Regions from separate parts of the Zea mays genome. Here region 2 is linked to region 1. Evidence: chromatin contacts called from public Hi-C data. All regions are on one chromosome and are shown on one strand. The core of a region is the stretch at or near the end of the contact, and the rest is flanking DNA. Distances in the headings are between cores, read along the strand shown. Region 1 holds the start of LOC103627642 (probable L-type lectin-domain containing receptor kinase S.5). Region 2 holds the start of LOC100191328 (delta-12 fatty acid desaturaseFAD2).

Evidence for each region. Hi-C and Micro-C count contacts between places; a contact is called where the count stands out from the background.
Region 2: a contact with region 1 is called in a Hi-C map of bundle sheath, with 2.3 times the contacts expected there. The contact joins the promoter of LOC100191328 here to the promoter of LOC103627642 in region 1. A contact is called at or near these places in 2 of 25 Hi-C or Micro-C datasets (bundle sheath and tassel).

What each region holds. Positions count from the first base shown.
Region 1 is chr5:210,353,056-210,356,633 of Zm-B73-REFERENCE-NAM-5.0, forward strand. It overlaps LOC103627642 (probable L-type lectin-domain containing receptor kinase S.5), which reads right to left and starts at 1,709. Exons shown (of 2, transcript XM_008647939.3): 1 at 252-1,709. The coding sequence starts at 1,614.
Region 2 is chr5:211,064,556-211,068,133 of Zm-B73-REFERENCE-NAM-5.0, forward strand. LOC100191328 (delta-12 fatty acid desaturaseFAD2) reads right to left here and starts at 1,891. Exons shown (of 2, transcript NM_001136762.1): 1 at 1,757-1,891.

The DNA of each region.
Region 1 (3,578 bases), core at 459-2,958:
ATTAGGAAATAAATGGTTAGAAATTAAGTGAAAATGAGGATAGGGCTCCAGTATATGGGTACTATATTTAGAACCTGAGAGACCGAATCCTATAACCATTTGATGAAATTTTATAAAATAGAGCCGCTGTTGGAAGGATGTATTATGATTTTGAGCCCTATATTTAAAATAGAACCATGTTTAGAGTTTCTCTTCGAGATGCTCTAATGTGATGTAATGGGCAGGGACGGACAGGACAAAAGATTCCTTACCAACGAGCTTGACGAGATTCCGGTGGCGGAGGCGGTTAATGATGCTGAGCTCGGCGAGGAAGTCCTCCTGCCCCTGGGTGTTGGCACCGGTGAACTGCTTCACGGCCACCTCCATGCTCTGGCCGCCATCCCCGGGCACGGTGGCGCGGTACACCACGCCGTACCCGCCCTGCCCCAGCTTCGTCCTGTCGTCGAAGCCGTCGGTCCCTTTCCTCAGCTCCTTGTAGTCGAACTCCTTGGGCACGCCCGGGATGCTCCTCAGGTCAATGGCGTTGTTGTGGAGCACCGAGCTCGGGTCGTCCCCGACCTTCCTCCTCTTCTTCATCAAGTAGAGGCCCGCGAGCAGCCCGAGCGCTAGGCCGGCGGCGCACGGCACGCCGATGGCCAGCCCGAGCTTCCAGCCCGACAGCTTCTTGCTGGGGACGCGTGCGCCGTGGAGCACCTCCACCGTCATGTTCCACATGAGCACGCAGTTGAGCTGGTAGCCCACGCCGGTGGACGCCGAGAAGCCGAAGTAGGCGTCGTTCCCGAGGAGGTACTCGGAGAGGTCCAGCGACGCGTTGAGCACGGCGGTGGCCGGCTTATCGCTGGAACCGTTCGCGGACATGTACACCCGCACGTGCCGCGCGGTGCCGTTGTAGTCGACCCAGACCATCTGGTCGCCAGAGCTGCTAGTGTCGTTGGGGGCGAGCTGGATGCCGTAGGGCGCGAGCGGGACGGCGGAGACGGAGCGGACGCCGTTGAGGTCGAGCCCGACGTGGTTGTCGTCGGGGTCGTAGGGCTGCTTCACCGTGTCCAGCTCCACGGCCACGAACCCGTTGGCGGCGAGGCCGTCGGTGGACGCGTTGGTCAGGCCGAGGTACCCGCCGTAGCTGCCGGGGGGCTGGCCACCGTTGCCCGACGCGACGACGAACGCCAGCCCCTCGCCCTTGACGGCCTGGTTCTGGCGGTAGAGGTTGGCCTTGAACACCGTGGAGAAGGACGCGACGCGCCGGCCGCCGGGGGCGCTGGAGTTGGAGCTGGACGCGTTGGCGGCCCAGAGCGTGAACGGCGTGGCGTAGAATGCGCGGCCTGCCTGGTCGACGAGGAAGCTATTGGCGTTGTTGCCTGTGTCGGGGGTGATCTGCAGCGCGTTCTGGTTGACGCTGGCGTTGCCCCACAGCGTCAGGTCGGTGGGGTTCTTGTCGAACCCGGGGAAGGAGAAGGTGGTGAAGTCCACGCCGGCGACGGTGCTGGTGGATACCGTGGCCTGGGCGAGCGCGGCCGGGATGGAGCGGACGGCGACGGTGACGCACGCGAGCAGCAGGAGGAGCGCGAGGTTGGTCGTGGCGCGGCCGCCACGGCGCCAAGGCCCCGTCGTCATGTGCTGGCCTGCCGCCTGCAGGAAAAGAGAAGAGGGGCAGAGCCTGTGGTGCGGTGACGGGGTGCGCCCGGGATCAAAGGGGCAGTTTGGACTCCACGTTATATAAATGGACACTCCTTCCTCCGTTTTGAACTGTATTTTTTTTCGTTATCTTACTTGTTCAACAATTCCGTACACCAGGTTCTCTGTTCCAGAAACTCTATGACCTTCCTAGTGATGCACCTAACCTGTGACGGTGTGACCTGCGTTCACTAGTGCAAACTGTTGTACGTGTTGCCTGGTCACAAACATAAACCGCGTCCCCATGATACCCGTTTGGACTGTTTCACCTCTTACAGATCGCGTCCACTGCCAGAAACAATAACCCATAAGACTGTTACTACGTCAGAGCCAAAATTAGCAGGCCGGTTCGTCGCTTCGCCTGCACCAGGTTACTACAAATGGGAAATTGAACCATGATGTGTAGACCTTCATGGCTATTATCTTCATGGATAAATATATTATCCGAATAGCTCTCTTTGTCTCGTCGCGCTGTAACAAGGCCTAAAACCGCAACCAATATTTTCCTCTAAAAGCAGTCTGCATAAAAGGAAAATGTCTCTTGTTTGACTTTTTTACATCAAATTTACGAAAAAACAAAAAAAAATTCAAAGTCATATTTAAAGTATACCTCCTCTCCTCTGTCCCATAATATAGTTTGTTTAGGCTGATCATACATTTATTAAGTAATATATGAATGCAGTTTGCACATGACGTATATATTCATTATGGTTTGAATGGATGTTGATAGAAAAAAAAAGAGCAAATGTTAACATTACATGACGGGGTGAAAAGGTTGTTGCAATATACTGTACTGTTTCATCCATCTTCGACTGATTGTCTATATTTACCATTGTCGGTAGATTACCTGTTGCCGATTCAATCACAGGCAGCCCATCAGCTAACAAGCAAATGTCAACATTACATGCAATGCAATATAATTAGGCAAACAGACATTCAATTCGATGGCCGCTGTCCACACCAACTGCTATGCACGATTAAGCTCCATCCACCACATATTATTTAAAATCTTTGTTTTTTTTAATTCTGGATGTTTTTTTAGTTGACTTGGTTTCGTATCACCGTGTTGGCCAAACGGTACCCAGAACAGAGTTTCTGTTGCCTAGCGGGAGCCGAGAGGGGATGACAGGTTCCTGGAAGGAAATCCCCTCTAGCCAAAGCCCAAAAAGCTAGAAGTAACCCGCACGCTTCTCCCAGCTGAGCATCTTATTCAGGTCACTGCTTCCCCTGTATTTTTTACCCAGTTGGAAATTCTCCGGCGTAGATGCTTCTACAACAGGAAACGCACACTAGCGATGTTGACCGGAAGTAAAATCGTGAGGGCCCTGATGTGACCGGTCTACCTGAAAAGTTCTCTGCACAAGGAGGATTCGTCGCGCAGCGCCACCATTTTCCTGCGAGGTTGCTCTCATGGGGCTGGGCGGCAAGGCTCGCGTCAGCAGAACTGCATAAAATGTTGTAAATCTGACGTAGCTCACCAACGATTGCTTGCGAATCCGGCTTGTTACTTCATATTGGAGATCAAAATATAAAAAAGGGTAGTTTTGCTAAGCACAAGAATTTGACAATATATAGTTCTAGCAGTGATCTTTGTAAAGCTACCCTTTTGCCAGAAAACTCTGAAAAGCCTTGTCTATCAGCGTAAACGCGTATTGGTTGTTAGGTTAGGTAGGCAAATGCACCTGTGAACTTATCATAAGACTGTCCATTTGCTCATAAAAAGCATCGGCCGGCCCGGATTTTGCGACGCTTCTTGTTCTCTTATACAAATGAACTCTCTGAAATTTAAAGTGACAGCGACAGCGAGAGACCAATTTTAAAGTGTATCAACTGGAAATTGAGTGCCAATTAAGTAAGACTTGCGTAGGCTGCTTTAAACTAATCTACTCCATCAAACTTCAAAT
Region 2 (3,578 bases), core at 641-3,140, 710 kb after region 1:
CCCGGTTTTGGCCGGGCTTCACCGGGCCCGGGCCGGGCCGGGCCGGGCCGGCCCGTTTGGCCATCTCTACGCACATGTGCTCGCACGAGGTGGAATCGGATGTTATCTGTCTCCCTTGGGGCTTGGCCGAAATGACACAAGCGTGTCCTGTCGACCAGCCAACCATGGCGCCCACAGATGGAGACAGAAACCAGATCCGTCGAAAGAGATGCTTGGCCGCCGTGCCGATACTGTGCATTAATTCTGACAAGACAAGGGCCGCCCGTCTAAATTGTCTCCCTAACTTTCTGATCGGACGGCGGGGAGAGCCAAACAAACAGGGAAGAAATGGCACATGCGACTCCATGCCATGGCCATAGCAGTAGCAGCAATTTGCATCGGACAGCGAGTTGCAGCCGACCACGCCAAGGTGAAGGACGGGTCACTCTGGTCACCAGAGGGGCCAACTGCACCCAGATCTGCTGGTCCACGCCTCTCGACACTTGTCCGAGTTATTCTACGGCTGGATAATCGTGTCGAAAAATATCTGTGCACCGGTGTTGCATGCCATCATGTGGGGCCTAGAATTCGGTGCCGGGCTTGCAGGCTGCGACCCCCGCGGCGTCTTGTACCGTTGCGCAGACACAGCTGCAGAGCCCTGACATGCCGCCGGCCCATGCCGAAGGTGAGGCGGAGTAGGTGAAATCTTTTTCTGTCTCGGTTTTTGACTGTACGTGGCCACGTGGGAGGAGACAGTCGCCACCGTCCAAAATCCCAAGGCATCGGACGGTAGCGCGTCGTTCATCACGATGCCGTTTTCTAGGTCAAGCAGACAAGACCCACGGAACGAGCTCCCCATCCCCGCTGCCGCCGCCGGCGGCGGCGGCTTCCTGCCCTCGACCTCGAGCGTGTGATGACTGGGATTGAAAGGAACGCGCTCTATTTTTTTCTATCCAAATTCCTAGAAAAGCATATACGGTTTCCCATCTGGACAAGTAGATATTTTTTTATGTGTGACCAAAGCAGAACGAGTTGCTTCCTAGACACAGCAATTGCTGGAGCTAAAAGGTCAGTCAATTCTTGGGTGCAATTGTCGCCAACTCCGTGCTTAGCTAATAGTACCAGTAAAAAAAATTAGAAGCTAGAACAACGGAGCAGTTGGCCATCATGGGGAGGGCGCAGGCGCAGCGATGGCTGTCATGGAGGGACCGAACGCCTAAAGAAAGAGGCTAGGCCTGTAAAGGTTGCAGCTTTTACCCACAAGATTGACGGGAGCTGCGAAAAGTTCGTGGCCAAAAGTGGCATGTCATGTTCCCGAAACGAGTGGGCAGGAGGGGGCAGAGATCATGGATCCATTGCACGGGCAAAATATCTGATCGGCACCACTCGCTGAATCCTACAGATCTGATGAGATGGGAAACAAGCGCGCTTTGCCAGGACTAATCTGGGCAAATCCACATCGGCAGCGCAAGGCCTCTGCGGATGCCCGCCGGTGAGATCGATGTCAAGCTCGACCGGCGGGGGCTACGGCGAGTTCGGCCGCATCCCATTACTTTCTCCCAGACCCAACGCTACGGATCGACGACACGAGCTCGGCCGGACCCGCCCCGCCGGCGACGGCCGGTCACGAGCCCGCTACGGCGAACTGTCACCCTGCTGCCGAGCTCAGCAACCCAAAACCGAAACTCCGGTCGATTCCTCATCAATCCATTCAGAACAATCTATGAAACACTGGCAGGGGGGATCATCCAGAATAGAGGAAGGCTAATGCGGGTACCTGAGACTGAGGAGGTCGTAACAGCTGCGTCGGGGCAGAGCAGATCGGGCGGACACCGCGCCTCACCTCTCTCTCCCCTTTTCTCCTGTCCCGGAGAGAAAAACGAGCGGTGGTGTCTGCAGGATTTGCAGGGAGGAGGAGGGAGCCTGGCCGCCTCCGATTCCGCCGGGGAGAGGCGCTATTTAAAAGCGGGCGCGGCCTCCCTGGCGCGTGGGCCCGAGGGGCAGATGGGACGCACTAACCACGTCGGCAACGGGAAATCTGGCCCCGTCCACGTGTATAACCCTGTTTGGCTACACCCCGGGAGGCGTGACCCAGATCGCGCGGCGCCGGCCGCGGGCCGTTCGTGGGCTCGTGGCTCACATCCAACGGACGGGGTCCCCTCGGGAAAACAGGGGGACATCGCCATATTTGAGTTCTCTTTTGAAACGATTGGTTCACAAAAGAAAACGCCGCTTGATTATCTTTATTTTTCATTCGAGATTTTATTTTAACTGGCAATAGTGTCCGCAACGAAACGTACACTCGTACAGCCTATCGAATTATTAACTAAGTAAATTGTGTGACTCGATGAACTATAAATTGTGTGACGTGCAGCCTATAAATAAATTTATTTTTTCACCATTCTAGTCACTTTTTATATTTTCCTGTTTGGATCTTTACCTCCTAAAATAACTAAACTTTATTTGCTTTTACTTTATAGCATGAAATCCAAACAGACCCTAGTCACCGGAAAATTTATCTATTTTGTCATTATTTAGAGGCGGGTGGTATATATAAGAAGTCATGTTAGTGACTCATGATTAAGGAATTTTTGTAAGTACGACGAAAAAAGCCCCCTAGTCACCCCACATATATCCAATTACCACTCATATATTAGAAATTTAAGCACAATATATATTCCACAATCGCATGGAAACTAGTCATATAATAATACTAGTCGTTATTCATGCATTGTCATGGTTTTTATATGTATCATATGACTATATGAGTAAACTTTGCTTTAATACGACACATGTGTGTGTTATATTGGTTAGATAGGTGTAAACGTGGAGCAACAATCAAGGTTCAAACCTCCATTTATATATAATTTTATTTTATTTTTGCATTAAGCAGGAAGGGTGACATGAGATGACCGTTGGAAGTGGTGCTTTATATAGAATAAGAATAGAGAAAGATATTTATAAGTTTAAACATTTTAAAAGTTGGTTATAATTTTAGTCTTCTATTTAAATGAACTAATGGGGTGTTTGAATGCACTAGAGCTAATAGTTAGTTGGCTAAAAAATTTATTAGTGAATTAGCTAGCTAACAAATAGATAACTAACTATTAGATAATTTGCTACGAATAGTTAATACATGAACTATTAGCTAGACTGTTTGGATGTCTTCATATATTTTTAGCAACTAACTATTAGCTCTAGTGCATTCAAACACCCCCTAAAACTAAAAAATAACAAGCTAGGGTGTGTTTTGGTTTAGCTTTTTGAACATGCTGCTTCTGCTTCGAAACCAAATGGGTTCATCTTTTTCTCAGCTGCTTTGAAAAAACAGCTTTTCTATAGTACAAATTTGAAAGCAGTCTGGACCTTACTTTTACTACTTATCTAAGTTTGTCATATTAATAAATAAATGTGACAAATATAAAATAAAATATATTCTAAAATAATTAAGTGTTATAATAAATGGAGTAAAGAAATGTTAATAAAAAGGTATTAACAATAGGATTATAAAATCGATTTATTTAAAAATATGAGGAACACGAATGTATTGAAATTAGATATATTGATTAAGAGATATAACCAGACAAAGTACATATAAA